Linked DNA regions of Mus musculus: region 1 is linked to region 2. The links are chromatin contacts, called in public HiChIP or PLAC-seq maps. All regions are on one chromosome and are shown on one strand. Each heading gives the region's core, a stretch centred on a gene start, on an enhancer-like site or on the middle of the called end of the contact. The rest is flanking DNA. Distances are from core to core; before and after follow the strand shown. Region 1 holds the start of Agpat1 (1-acylglycerol-3-phosphate O-acyltransferase 1 (lysophosphatidic acid acyltransferase, alpha)). Region 2 holds the start of Cyp4f17 (cytochrome P450, family 4, subfamily f, polypeptide 17).

The links. HiChIP or PLAC-seq counts read pairs in DNA pulled down with a chosen protein or histone mark.
Region 1: an H3K4me3 HiChIP or PLAC-seq map of embryonic midbrain shows a contact between it and region 2, with 5 times the contacts expected there. The contact joins the promoter of Agpat1 here to the promoter of Cyp4f17 in region 2. A contact is called at or near these places in 1 of 39 promoter capture datasets (liver) and 1 of 115 datasets of contacts at active chromatin or transcription factors (embryonic midbrain).

The regions. Positions count from the first base shown.
Region 1 is chr17:34,603,675-34,610,244 of GRCm38.p6, forward strand. Agpat1 (1-acylglycerol-3-phosphate O-acyltransferase 1 (lysophosphatidic acid acyltransferase, alpha)) reads left to right here and starts at 2,187. Exons shown (of 7, transcript NM_001163379.1): 1 at 2,187-2,497.
Region 2 is chr17:32,503,750-32,510,346 of GRCm38.p6, forward strand. Cyp4f17 (cytochrome P450, family 4, subfamily f, polypeptide 17) reads left to right here and starts at 2,735. Exons shown (of 13, transcript NM_001101445.2): 1 at 2,735-2,829; 2 at 3,145-3,343. The coding sequence starts at 3,146.

The DNA.
Region 1 (6,570 bases), core at 937-3,436, 2.1 Mb after region 2:
AGGACACGATTGATCCAAAGAGTGGGGGCGGAAAAAGGTGTGTGTGGGGCCCCTACCCTTGCACGATGATGATTGGCTGATAGGGCTTCAGTAACTATGCACTGCCGAGGGATTGGTCATAATGAGCTAGGCCTGTGTTGTCACTCAGCTAAAGAGGCTTTGATTCGTCAGTTCAGCTGCCAGTCATAACCAAAGCTCAGAAGGGATTGGCTCAGGCCTACAGAACTCGCCCACCATAAGCCTCTTTTTTTCCTTCTCTTCCTCTTTCTTAGAAGGTCCGGGTTCCTATTGGACTTTAGAGCGAATGGTTCCAAATCAAATGATTGGCTGGCATGACACGGAAGAATGAGCATGCGCAATAAGCGGGGGGGGGGGGCGTGGAATAGGCCAACCCAGACGAAGGCGGTGTCGACTCCAGTCCCGCCCCTTCACTCGCTCTCTCTCGTCACCATGGCAACCCCTCCGCTATTGGCGGGGCCTTAGGTTCAAAGGCCTCGACTCGGCCTTATCCGGGTCTTTCCGCCCGGACTCTCTCCGCTTGATTGGGCGGTTTACTCCGCCGCTGATTGGCCGAGATCTGGAGAGACGGTGCAGAGCTAAGGGGGGAGGGGGAAGGGCAGAAGTACCAGGGTCGCAGGGTTCAAGATGGCTCCGGCCTCCTTGGGTGACGTAGAGGGAAGACCTTGGGTCCGCCCCTCCCTCTCGGAGAAGCGGGGAGCAGAGCTGGGGTTAGCCCGACGCGTGGATGGTGCGGCCGTCGGTCTGTGGCGCCGGTGTTAACCCCACTCTCTCGGTTGGACGACTTAGCCTCTCTAGGTGATTCTCACAGCAGGACCGAGCCAAAGGCCCACCGTTGTAATGTGACACAGCAGACCACAGTGGACCCCCACTCCGTCCTAAACCTTACAAGCAGAAAAGGACTGGTTCCACCCTCTTGGGAGTGGGCGCCCAAAGGACAGAGGCCGACCCCTAGGTGACCCGCCGTAGAATGGGGTAGATCCGCCCCTTCCTTGTAGTTTGCCCTGCATAGATTTGGATCTTTTTCCTGGCTGGACGGCTGGCAGCTAGGGCCTTTCCAGCACTCAGTGACCCTCACTATGGCCCAAGGCCCAGAATTAGGTAACAGTCCTCGCATTCGCAAGGGCTCTTCACCAAGCCATGTAAATCACCCAGGGCAAAGGTGTCCATGGGCGGGAGACGAGAACACGCTAGCTAAGGATTATTCAATACCTTGATAAAGGACCTGTGTGACTGAGGAATAAAGAAAGGTGAGAAGCTGGGACTCTCTATAGGAGGAGGTACGGAGAAGCGAGGATCTGGAGTATTGAAGAGGTTTAGATGCAGAATAGGCGAATAGGAGGTAGGAACGATGGACTCGTCCAGAGTGTGAAGAGGGAAGTAGGGTTTGGCCAGTTAGATACGCGGCACATCCCACCATTTTATCACCCTTAGGAAGCAGTGTTTTATTGCTCGAATTCCATCGAAAGGACTTAGCTTCTTACAGGTCTCAGCTATAGCCTCAAACTCGGATACTCTTGCCCGAGGCTCTCATGTACTGCTGTTAACAAGCATACACCACCAAAAGCCAGCGGCCAGATCGTGTGTGTGTGTGTGGGGGGGGGGGGAGTGGTTGGCTCAGATTGGGTGAATGAAGAACTAGGAAAGTACTAAGTAGGAAAACAAGGTTGAAAGGGAGAGAAGGTCAGAGGGCTCCTTTATCTTTAAAGACTAAAGGTGGGTGGAGGAGATGGAGACCCGGGACAAAGGGCAAGTGGACAGAAAGCTGGAGAGCTATTCAGGGAAAGCCCGAGGCCTGAGCAGAAAAAGGTGAGCCTACTGCTTGAATTCAGAAGGTACTTCATAAACGTTTGTGATTGAATGGGAGACAGGAAAGGCAGGAGGAAGTGTTTGGGGATCCTAGAGTTACATAGCGCTGGGGTTCAAAGAAAGGCAACGGGTTCAGAGAGCGTGCGAGCGAAGCTAGACGGGGCAGAGGAATAGAGCAGCGAGGGAGCCGGGGTCACCGGTGCTGAAACCGGTGGCCCGAGCGATGAGGCTGACCGAGGCCGCGAGCGCCACTGAGCTCCCTGGGGCGGGGCCAGCGAGAGGCCCGGCAGGCATGGGGAGGAGATGCGGGTCTCTGAAGAGGCGATTGGCGAGGCCCGCTGCCCATCATAGACCCCCACTTCCTGGCCAGCCCCGGAAGTCAGCAGGCGCTGGGAGGGGTGGGGGAGATAGCGGCGGCAGTAGCCCCGACCCTCAGAGAGCCGGCAGGGAGGGAGGGAGGGTGTCGGGGGTACTGCCCCCCACCATTCCTACCGATATGGGCCCAGCTTCCCACTCCCACCACCCCTCCATCGGCCGGGGCTAGGACATCCCCAAATCCTGTCGCCCCCTTGGCACCGACACCGAGACAGAGATACAGCCAGCCGCCACCACCGTTGCCGCAGCCTGGCTGGGGAGGGGGCCCGTCCCCCAGGCTCCCCGCCCCATTGAGGTGTGGGCGGGAAGGGGGTGGGAGGCTGTGGGAGGAGGGGGCCGAGAGGCACGGGGATGGGGAGAGATGGGGCCGGGAGGGCCGGCTGGGGACAGGGTTGCTGGGGAGAGGGGCCTGAGCGGAAGAATGGGAGCGACGAAGGCTGGGAACAGGCTCCGAGGTTGGGGGCCTTGCTCAGAGTGCAGAGGCGGGCGAGAGGAGGGATGGGAACTCGGAATTTGGGACGGGGGTGTGGACAAGGGGACGAGTCTTGAAAAGGGGATTCCCTTCGGGTTTCCCAGCCCTTCTGCTGCTTTTTGGCCCCACATGACTTCTGGGTGGCGGTGAGAAGGCCAGGACTGCTTCCTAGGAATTGCTGTCAGGCACCCGCTAACCTCTCACACGGAAGCAGCACTGATCTGGAAGCGGCCTTCCACCCAGAGCCCCTCACTAGCACACGAGTGGCCTGTGGGAGGTCCGGCGCCTTGGATAGGATGCCCGGCTTCTGTGCAGCCCTGTGCTGTGCTTTCCATGGGCTGTAGAGAATGACGTTTAAAACCCCATCAGAATGGCTATCCGCTTTCACGCCCATTGCCCCAAGTTCAGTTTGTGACACGCTCCAGGGTCAAATCTGTGTGAGGACTTGGTATGTTTCACCTGTTGGGTGTTTCCGTGCGGCCTACCTGCCCTGGGGCTTCCCGTTTGCCTTAGCTTGGTCCCTCAGCCTCACAGGTGTTCAGTTCCAGAGGGTGCAGGGTTCTTCTGCCTGTGGGGTTCAGTGGTTCAGCCCTGTGACCACAGTAACCTGTTTAGTAGGTGTGGCTCTCACCAAAGATCTGCATGGTGTGACGACACATCGATGTGGCACAACGGTGGCATGTACTGGTTGCACCTGCCATTTATTTTGTAAATTCGTTGTCGGTGTGATTGATTGATTGTATGCTCATTAACCCATTTGCCATTCCAATGTGTTTATGGATCTTCAAACATTTCTGTCTAAAGACAATGCCTTCTTCAAACCAAGTGTTACACAAGTATTGTTAATTCTGCAAAGTATTTTTTGTTTTGTCTTGAGACAGAGTCTCAACGTAGTCCTTCCTGGCTAGCCTCAAGCTTGCCTGTCTTTGCCTTCTGAGTGCTGGTATGAAAAGTGTATGCCACCATGTCCAGCTAAGGATTCTTTTTCTTTTCTTCTTTTTTATCCCCCACCCCGGGGGCCTTGGCAGTTTCACATACCTTATGCTGGCCTCAGCTTGACATTTAGCCAAGGCTAGCCTGGTATTCCTTACATGCATGTGACACAACACCCATGTTCCAAAGAACCGTTCTTCCTTGGCTGACCACCTGACCTGTCTCTTCACATCTGTTTCTCTCCGTGGGCTGTATTTATATTCTGAGTCACATCTAATGCAAGTCTGTCCTGTGGCAAGCCTACAGTGCCCGTGTATATGGATGGACCACTCTCTGTGCCCCACTCTTTGCAGGGTTGGCACGTTTGATGACAAGTGTGGTGGCATGTTGGTTCCGTGGTGCATGCTGTGTGAGATGGCATCTTCGCGATGTGGCTTCCGTCACTGTGGCTTCCCTGTGGCCCTGTATATTTACAGTGGGTTGCTCTAAGTCTTCTTGCTGTCGTCAGTATTTGGGGCGGGGGAGGTGACCTTTTCTAGTTACTATACCTAAAGAAGGTAGCCATCGATGACGCTGAGAACACTTGCCCAGCACAGAAAATCTCGGCACTGCAGAAGCAAAATGAGAGGAAGCAGAAACAAGAACCGCGCTGCCTAGTGCTAGCTGAACAACTGTGGTGGTGTCTGTGGCCAAATAATCCCGTCACCAGGGTTTGCTGAGCATCCTCTGTACCTGCTTCTGGTGGGCACTGAAAATAAGGTAGAATCCCTGGCCTGAAGTCTCCTACAGTCTGAAGGAAGCTAGGCAGAAAAAAAACCAGTGAGCATTAACCCAAAGCGTGTTATCACCATCAGTACTTGGCAAGACCATCGAGCCTCATACTTACCTGGAAGGCACATTAACATACATGTTGGCCTGGTGCCAGGGTCACGCTGTGTGGGTGAGGCACACAAGTTTATATTTTTAGGCCTTGACAACCACTGATCATACCAGTGTGGTGGCACACACCTTTGGTCCCAGCACTCGGGAAGGGCAGGCAGGAGCATAGTTAACGACCAGTCTGGGGATATGCAAGGGCAATCGAGAAAATTTGTAATGAAAACGTGGGCCTGTTCAGGTCCCAAAAGGCATTGGGAAAGTGGTGCCGGCCTAGGTGAGGCAAGAGGAGGCAGGGCCTGCCAGCCAGAGAGAACAGCGTAGTCAAAGCGCAGAAGCATGGAGGTCTTGTGGCAAATCTAGGGACGTGAAGTAAATCATTTTGGAGACAGGGTCAAAGAAGTGCAAGTCAACTTTCCAAGAAAGGTCTTTTGGAGAGACAGATGCTCAGACTGAGGTGACAGCATCTCTGGCAGCCATGTGAGGAGGGATGGAAGGCACACTGCCCACAAGCAGCGTACAGCCCAGGGATCAAAGATGCTGGGCAGAGCAGTTAGAAAGCCCACTGTTTGGAGTTCTGGGGGGTAAGGGTGGGGGCAGGCTTTCCTCTGAAAGGAAGGAAGAGCCTTTGGCCTACATGGAGAGACAGGTATAGAACTGCCTTTTTATCACCTGTGAGGCTGCCTCCAGCAGTGGAGCAGAGGGGAGTAAAGAGGAAGGGCCCAGAAGGCAGGTTCTGCACGCTCTCCTGCACCTCTTCCTGCTCGAGCCTCTTCCTGCCCTGGCAGGCATTAAAAGTTCCTTGTACTGTTTCCTTGATATGACCTCTCACACAACCTGCCCGCCCTCACTGCCTCCATGAGGCTAGAAGGGAAGACGGGAAGGTTGGGTTTCTTTGCCTGTCTGTGGAAGCACCTTGGTATGTTGGGGATAGGGGCACAAAGTTCTCCACCTGGGGAGGAGAGAGTTTTCTAGATATGAGCTTACTGTATCTGTCACCAGGTTTGATAGTGTGTGTAACTATATTAGTCTCAGCATGCAGAGACTTTTGTATCTGTGACATGAGCCTCAGGTCTTGCCACTTGAACCACAGCGTTTGTCGGGCACTGTTTCCATGTCTGATTTTGTGTGTGTGTGTGTGTGTGTGTGTGTCCATGCAGTGACAGTATAGTAAGGTTCGGGAGCACAGGATGATGTGTGTTTGTGTGTGTTTGTGTGTGTGAGTATTAGTCTCTACATTTGGAGATTTTTGTATCTGTGACATGAGCCTCAGTTCTTGCCACTTGAACTACAGCGTTTGTTGGGCACTGTTCCCATGTCTGCTGCGTGTGTGTGCTCATGTGTGTGTGTGTGTGTGTGTGTGTGTGTGCTCATGTGTGTGTGTGCTCATGTGTGTGTGTGTGTGTGCTCATGTGTGTGTGTCCGTGCAGTGACAGTGTAGTCGGGTTTGGGAGCACAGGAGGATTAGGTTTGTTCGAGGAGCTGCTGCCTAGGAGCTCAGTAGCCTGAGGTGAAGCTCTTTCCTGGAGCCATTTCTTGTGAAACCAATGGTGCAGGTTGTAAACGACTGTGTGGGCCATACATAGAGTTTAACATGCCACATAGACCAGCGCTGTCCACCAGACACCAAATGGAGCTGCCCTTGGTTAGTTTTCAACTTTTGATAACCACAGAATAAAAGGCAAAAAGAAACAGTGAAGTTCATTTTATTAGTCTCTTTAACCGAAGCCAGTAGAACCAGAAGGAATGGGTAAAAGATTAGGTCAGGTGGTAGAACTCTTACCTCGCATGCGCAGGGCCCCGCACTGGGAGGTGGGGCGAGTGTTATGGGATGGTTTACTGGCCTGTTTTTCACCCAGAGTCCTCACGAGTCTGGTGTGCATTTAACAAACTCAGTCCCTCTCCATTGGAAGTGAGCGGTACATGTATAGACTATCTGTTCAGAGCACGTTGTGGTGCCCCATACCTGTCCCCTCAGCGTGTAGGAGACAGAGGAGTGTCGGTCGCTATGAATTAGAAGCCAGCCTGGGCTACAGAGTTCCAGGTCCACTTGCCTCAAAAACCATAGTGCTTCCCAGCCACCGTGT
Region 2 (6,597 bases), core at 1,485-3,984:
TACTTGGTCAAAGGAAAAGGGGGAGTGGAAAGGTCAAGGAAAAACGTTTATTTTAAATTATAGTTCTAGAGGGTTAGAGTCCACAATGGCAAGAGAAGCATCGTGGAGTGTGGTAGACATGGTGGCTGGATCAGTAGCTGAGAGCTCATGTGTCAAACTGCAAGCACAAGGGAGAGAGAGAACAAGCTAGAAGCAGAGGAGCCTTTTAAAGTCCCAAAGACTGGCCCCAGTTATATATTTCCTTCAGCAAGGCTGCACAAAGCCTCCCCCAAAAGCACTACCAGCTGAGGGTCAAGTGTTCAAATGCTAATACTATGAGGGACACTTTTCATGCAAACCCCTACAATCCACTGAGTCCGCAGGTGAGTAGGACTGTTGAAGATTCTTCTCCATCATCCGAAGAGCAATTCCACCTGGATGAAGGTTACCCAGTGGGGAAAAAGCTTCCACTTTAGTTCTAACCTGAACTTCCTCTTTTTCATTTACCTTGGAACCCCAGAACAGAGAATGGTGCAGCCAACATTCAAGGCGAGTCTTCTATTCTCAGCTAAACCTTTCTGGAAGCCTTATAGACACACTCAGATGTCTGTTTCCATGGTAGTTAAGTCAAGGAGATTATCTAGGTTCACCATCACCATAACTAAGATACCCTTTGGGATGGTTAGTGTTACTTGCCAACTTGACAAAATCTAGAATCACCTAGGAGATGGGCCTTCGGCAGGCTTGTGGTCTGCTTCAGAGAAAGTTCCATAAGCTGCTGAGAAGCATGAGTATTCTGGTGTGTTTAGATGGAATGTTCTGCAAATGACTGTAAATTCCGTTTCATCAATGATGCCATTTAATTCAGATATTGTAAGAATGTAATGTTAGGCCCTGTGGTGTGGCCATGGTGGCAGTTCAGATCTTTGTGGGTTTGAGGCCAGGACTGATCTACAGAGCTAGTTCTAGGACAGTTGTTTGGTTTTGGACAAACCAAAACCAAAACCAAAACCAAACAACAACAACAACCCCCCCAAAACCTAAAACCATAGTCTCAACACACACACACACACACACACACACACACACAAAGAATGTAATGTTAGAATCCAGCTGCTGTTCAGACTGTAATACCTTATGGCCTGCCCCTTCTTCCCACAGATATCAACAGGCACCCCATGAGGACACTGCCTCTTAATCTAGATTGAACTGAGGTTGTCTGGCTTGTGTTGACTATGGTGGTAAGAGCTTTTTACCCACGGAAGCATCTCACCGGGTTATGAGTGACTTCTCTATTCTTTCTCACTAGTTTTCATTTGAAGATTCTTTTGTCAGATGATAGAACAGCAACACACTTGCTTGCTTGTGTTCTAGGTCCATTTCCTTGGCATACCCTTAAAAGTCTGTGAACTAACATTTTATTTATTTGTGTGTGTGTGTGTGTGTGTGTGTGTGTGTGTGTGTGTGGGCACACGTGCCTGTCATGCCATGGGTGTGGAGGCCAGAGGACAGTTTGCAGGAGTCAATTCTCTCCTTTCATCATGCTGGTCAGTTCTATGGAGCAGAGTGAAGCTGTTAGTCTTGGCTGCAGGTGCATTCACACTGAGCCATCTTCCTGTCCCCTGAGATAGCTTAGCGTCCTTTCACCCTGAGCTAGAATCTTATCTGCCTCTTGTAGTGAGATATTTCTTAGAAGCAGCAGATCCATGCTTGTGCCTTTATCTGGGGTGCAGTTGAGACTGAGAACACCCGAGTTATTGAAAGGTGTTTGTTGATTCCTGCAATTTTGTTGATTTTGTTTTCCTCCTTCTTCCTCTCTTGCTTTAATAATATTCTAGTGTGTTTTATTTATTTATTTATTTATTTCCTGGACTTTGTGGCCTGATTTCCCCCTCTTCAGCCTGAAGGATTCTATCAAGCATCTTCTGTAGAGCTGGCTCAGTGCTCATAAATGCCTTTGTTCTATTTTTACCGCTGATAGTTAAAAAAAATGTCCTTCTTTATGACAGACAGCTTTTCTGGATGCAGCAGTCTGGGTTGGCAGTTATAGATATCTTTTACGGCTTGAAGTCCGTCACTTGCGCATCCTTGGGCTTTTACCCTTTCAGTTGAATGAATAATAGTGTTATTCAGATGGGCCTGCCTTTGTATTGTGAATGGTGTTTTTCTCTTGGAGCTCTCAACGTGGTGCTGCTGACCCGGAGCCCACAACCCCCTCTCTCTTCTCGCCTGCCTGGATTTCCCCACGACTGGCGGCTCAGCTTGACCCCTCCCACCTACTTCCTAACTGAACTCTGGTCCCTCAGCTGGGAGTTTTAATCTTCAGAATCTCTTTTAGTCCGTTCCAGCACGGCCGGATTCTTTGTTTCTGGAAGTCTTGTCTCCACTCGGAACCTGGATTACTTGGAGGGAGAATTCTGCCAGGTTGTGCAGCTGGTAGGCAGAGGCTCGGATCCTTTCAGTCCGAACTGGAAAACACTGCCTGCTGCCCTCTAGCCTGCAGGTCCTCAGAGGACCTGCGGAGCCTAGTGAGAACGGGACAGATTGTAAACTTTGGGTCTCTAGACACCTTTGTCTTGGTTCAGATGGAAGGTGTTGAATCCTGAGGACCCTGCTTGCCTGGACATGTGACCCTGGATTGGCTCCAATTGCTTCGGGTTGGCCCCGCCCCCGCCCCGCCCCCGCCCCCGCCCCCCGCATTTTGATATTCTACCCAGGCTGGGAGGAGGGCTCTGGGCCACCGAGGGATTGGCTCAGTCCAGCTCATCGTCCTGCTCAGCCGGTAGCCAGGATCAAAAACATTTCCAGGGAAGAGCGGACGTTTCTGGGACGCATTACTCCTGAGAAAAGGTGCCGGACTTGGGACACACGGAAGGCCCCTACTGAACAGTGGAAGCTCTGTTACAGCTGGGGTGGCTCTGCAGGCAGGCCTGATTTCCCAGTTACTACGCTACATACCTGTGCTTCAGTCTAGGCCAACGCAGACTATAAACAGATCCTATCTGCCTCTCTCCTGCCTGATTCTCTGTCTCTCCGTAGCCCTGGGTGTCCCTTTTCCTTCCTGTGTTCTAGTCCTCTAAGTCACCATCTCTGTCCAGTGACCATGGAGGGCCACCTCTGTCTCCTGGGCCTCAGGATCTCACTTCTGGCCTATCTTTCTTGCAGGATGCTACAGCTGGGCCTGTCCTGGCTGGGACTGGGGCCTGGAGCTGCCTTCCCATGGCAACTTCTGCAGTTGGTTGGGGCCTCCTTGTTCCTGGCTCGAATTCTGACCTGGATTTGTGCCTTCTATGACAACTACTGCCGTCTCCGCTGCTTCCCCGAGCCCCCTTCGCGGCACTGGTTTTGGGGTCACATGAGCATGGTGAGTGTGGCAGCAGGTAGGTCTGGTGTGTCAGGAAAGGCTCTTAGGAACCTGGGAGTCGTGAGAGGGTGGAGAGGTGAGGGAGGGAGGCTGAGTGAGTCTCTATCTAGTCACATACCCGGCATATCTACTCCTGGCCTCTGTCTACACCACGTTTTGAGGCTTTTTTCTTTTTTGCCCTTTCTCGTTCCCAGCTAACTTCGGATCACATTCTGATAAGAACTCATGTTTTAAGATCTCTTTCTGTTGCTTGTTCAGTCCTGTTCTGTGTTGTTAGTGCCCCCCACCCCACCCCACCCCAGGATAGGTTGAGGGAGCAGAGCTCTCCCCCTCAATGTGCTATTTCACTTAACGTTGTTGGAGTTGAGCCTTTCTAGTGGAATAAATTGGGTATGCTCCTTTCTTAGCCCATCTCTGCTGGCCAGAGTCTCTTGAGGGACAGCGATGCTGAATGGCAGAAGTTGACATCCCTCCTCTCCAATTTTTAAAATTCTTTCTCTCTCTCTCTCTCTCTCTCTCTCTTTCTTTCTTTCCTTTCTTCCTTCCTTCTTCTTCTTTCTTTTTTTAAATGAGATTTATTATATATTGTATATAATATATAAAACATATAATATATTTTTATATATTTATTATATATTATATAATATATAAAATATATAATATATATATATTATATATTATATATATATTTTATATGTATGTATCTTGCCAACATTGGTGCTTGTGTACCATGTGTGTGCCTATTGCTCAAAGAGTTCAGAAGAAGGCATTGGATCTCCCAGAACTGGAGTTATAGGTGGCTGTGAGCTACCTTGTAGGTTTTAGAAATCAAAACCATGTCCTTTCCAAGATTAACAAGTGCCCTTAACCTCTGAACCATATCTCCAGCCCCACCAATTCCTCCCCTGTCTTATCTAACTCTTCCTCCTCAAAAATGTGTCAGAGGACTCCATTGTCTGAATTAGGTCAGAGTTGAGCACTCTGTTTTCCTCTGTGGTATTGAGGTGACACACTGACTGTCTTGTGCTCCCTAGAAAATGAAGGGTTCCACTACTAGGCCAGCCACTTTTCCTATTTTTCCAGAAGGCACCACTGTGGCCTCTCCTGTATGGCTACACATCCTGGAAAGACTTCTTACTCATATCCAGTGCCCTTTGCTTCAGACCTTCCTACGGCCAGAGCCACATTTGGCACTTCAGGGTCACCTATAAGGGTACCACCTCTAGTGGCCTGGATTCCCATGCCGCTTTCTCTCCACAGCCCTCTTTTCGTCCAGCTTCCCAGTTTGCCTTCTCTCCTGTCATATCTCCTTTTTTCTCTCCCAGTCCAGGAGCTTCCTTCCAGTTACTCTGTATTAGGCAGGGCTTTCCAGATTAATAGAACCATCTACATCATGCCATTTTGTTACTTGAATGGTGTGCAGCCAGTGGGCTGAGGAATTCAGTAGTCATGGCTCTCAGCATGTTGGTGAGGCTGGGGACCAGTAGCTACTCCAACCTCAGAGATGGATACCGCAGCTGTTCTAACCTGTTGCTGAAGGCCTGGAAGAATCATGGAGCATTTCTGATCTCCTATCAGAAGCTGAGTTCTGATGAAGAAGAAGCACACTCATTGTCAGGAAGTGAGGGCCCAGGGTTTGACCTCAGACTTCTTTATATCTTGGCTACCTGCTAGAAGGTGATGCCCATCGACAGCGAGGGTCTTCTCCTCTTTCCAAGAAACTTCCTCACCGGCTCACTCAGAGCAGTTTCTCTTAGTTAATTCCAGATCCTGCCAAGTTGACAGTGAAGACAAATCACCTGAAACCCACCTGTTGTCAACGTGACACTCATCTGTATCTCTTGTGTCATGCTGAATCACCAATGAAGATAATAATAGAGTTTCAACTCCACCTAAGATGATTTAAGTTATCACACAAAGACAACGCTTATATTTCCCCTGAATAGATGACAAAGCCACTTGAGGAATGCCGAACTACGGATGTTATTTCAACCAATGTTACATTACATGGTAAAGTGATAGGAGAAAAAGAAACCCAAATATCTGTGTTTGTGTACAAACATATCATTAGCAAAACAGAACAGAAACATTCATGATAATTATAATATTTGTTTCTGTAACTGATTGTATGGTCTTAGCTGGCATTCTCTCTCTCCTTTAAAGATTTATTTATTTATTTTATGTATGTGAATATATTGTTGCTGTTTTCAGACACACCAGAAGAGGACGTCTGATCCCATTACAGATGGTTGTGAGCCACTGTGTGGTTGCTGGGAAGTGAACTCAGGACCTCTGGAAGAGCGGTCAGTGCTCTTAACCACCGAGCCATCTCTCCAACCCTTAACTGGTATTCTTAACTGTGTTCCTCAACTATACATTCTGTATTTCTTCTACTCTCAGCAAACATCTCTTAAGGCCTTGGCTCTTTCTCTGGACAGATGAGCCGTAACTTCATCCGTGAAGAACTGTTATCATTCTGTTTGCGTTGCATTGTTGGAGTTTCCTGTTACCTTAACCACAGAACATGGTAACACGAGATGCCCTAAAAGATCTTCTACCCTCTATGTACATGTCATGTTTCATCTCAACACCAAGAGTGCTCAACTTTGACCCAAGTCAGACAATGGTGTCCTCTGACACAAAATCTTCCTTCTATTGTGGAGAAGCAGCCCACCTTTCCTTTGGGCATTTGGATCAGTTTCCCCTGATAACACAATAACACATCTCTTAGCATGTTGATTTGAAGGAATAGGGAATCTAAGATGGCTGAAGGGAAGGCTTAGGTTCCCACTCAATGGAGTATTTATTATGTCTCTTGGCAGAAGCAGCTTCCCATATGGAACTAAATCTTGTAAGTCAGCAGAACATAAGTTTGTGTGAACAAGAAAGAAAAATTTTGCTAGTGGGTCCCTAGAGGTGATTAGGCATTGTATCATTCTCATTTCCATCTCTTGCATAATTTTTGAACTATAAATCCTGGTTATAGAATAAACAGTGCCACACACACACACACACACACACACACACATATATATACACACCAGAAGTAGTCCTCTTAAAAGGCTCATCCCACTCTTCTTTCCAGCCATCTGCTTCAGGATGGTAGGAGATAGGAAGACCACTGAATCCCACAAACATGAGCCCACTACCTCAGTTCAGTGGCTGTGAAATGAGTTCCTTCATTAGCAGCAAAATTATGTGGGGTGCCCTGCTGGTGGATAAAGAATTCTGTAAGTGACTAGATGACAGTTTTG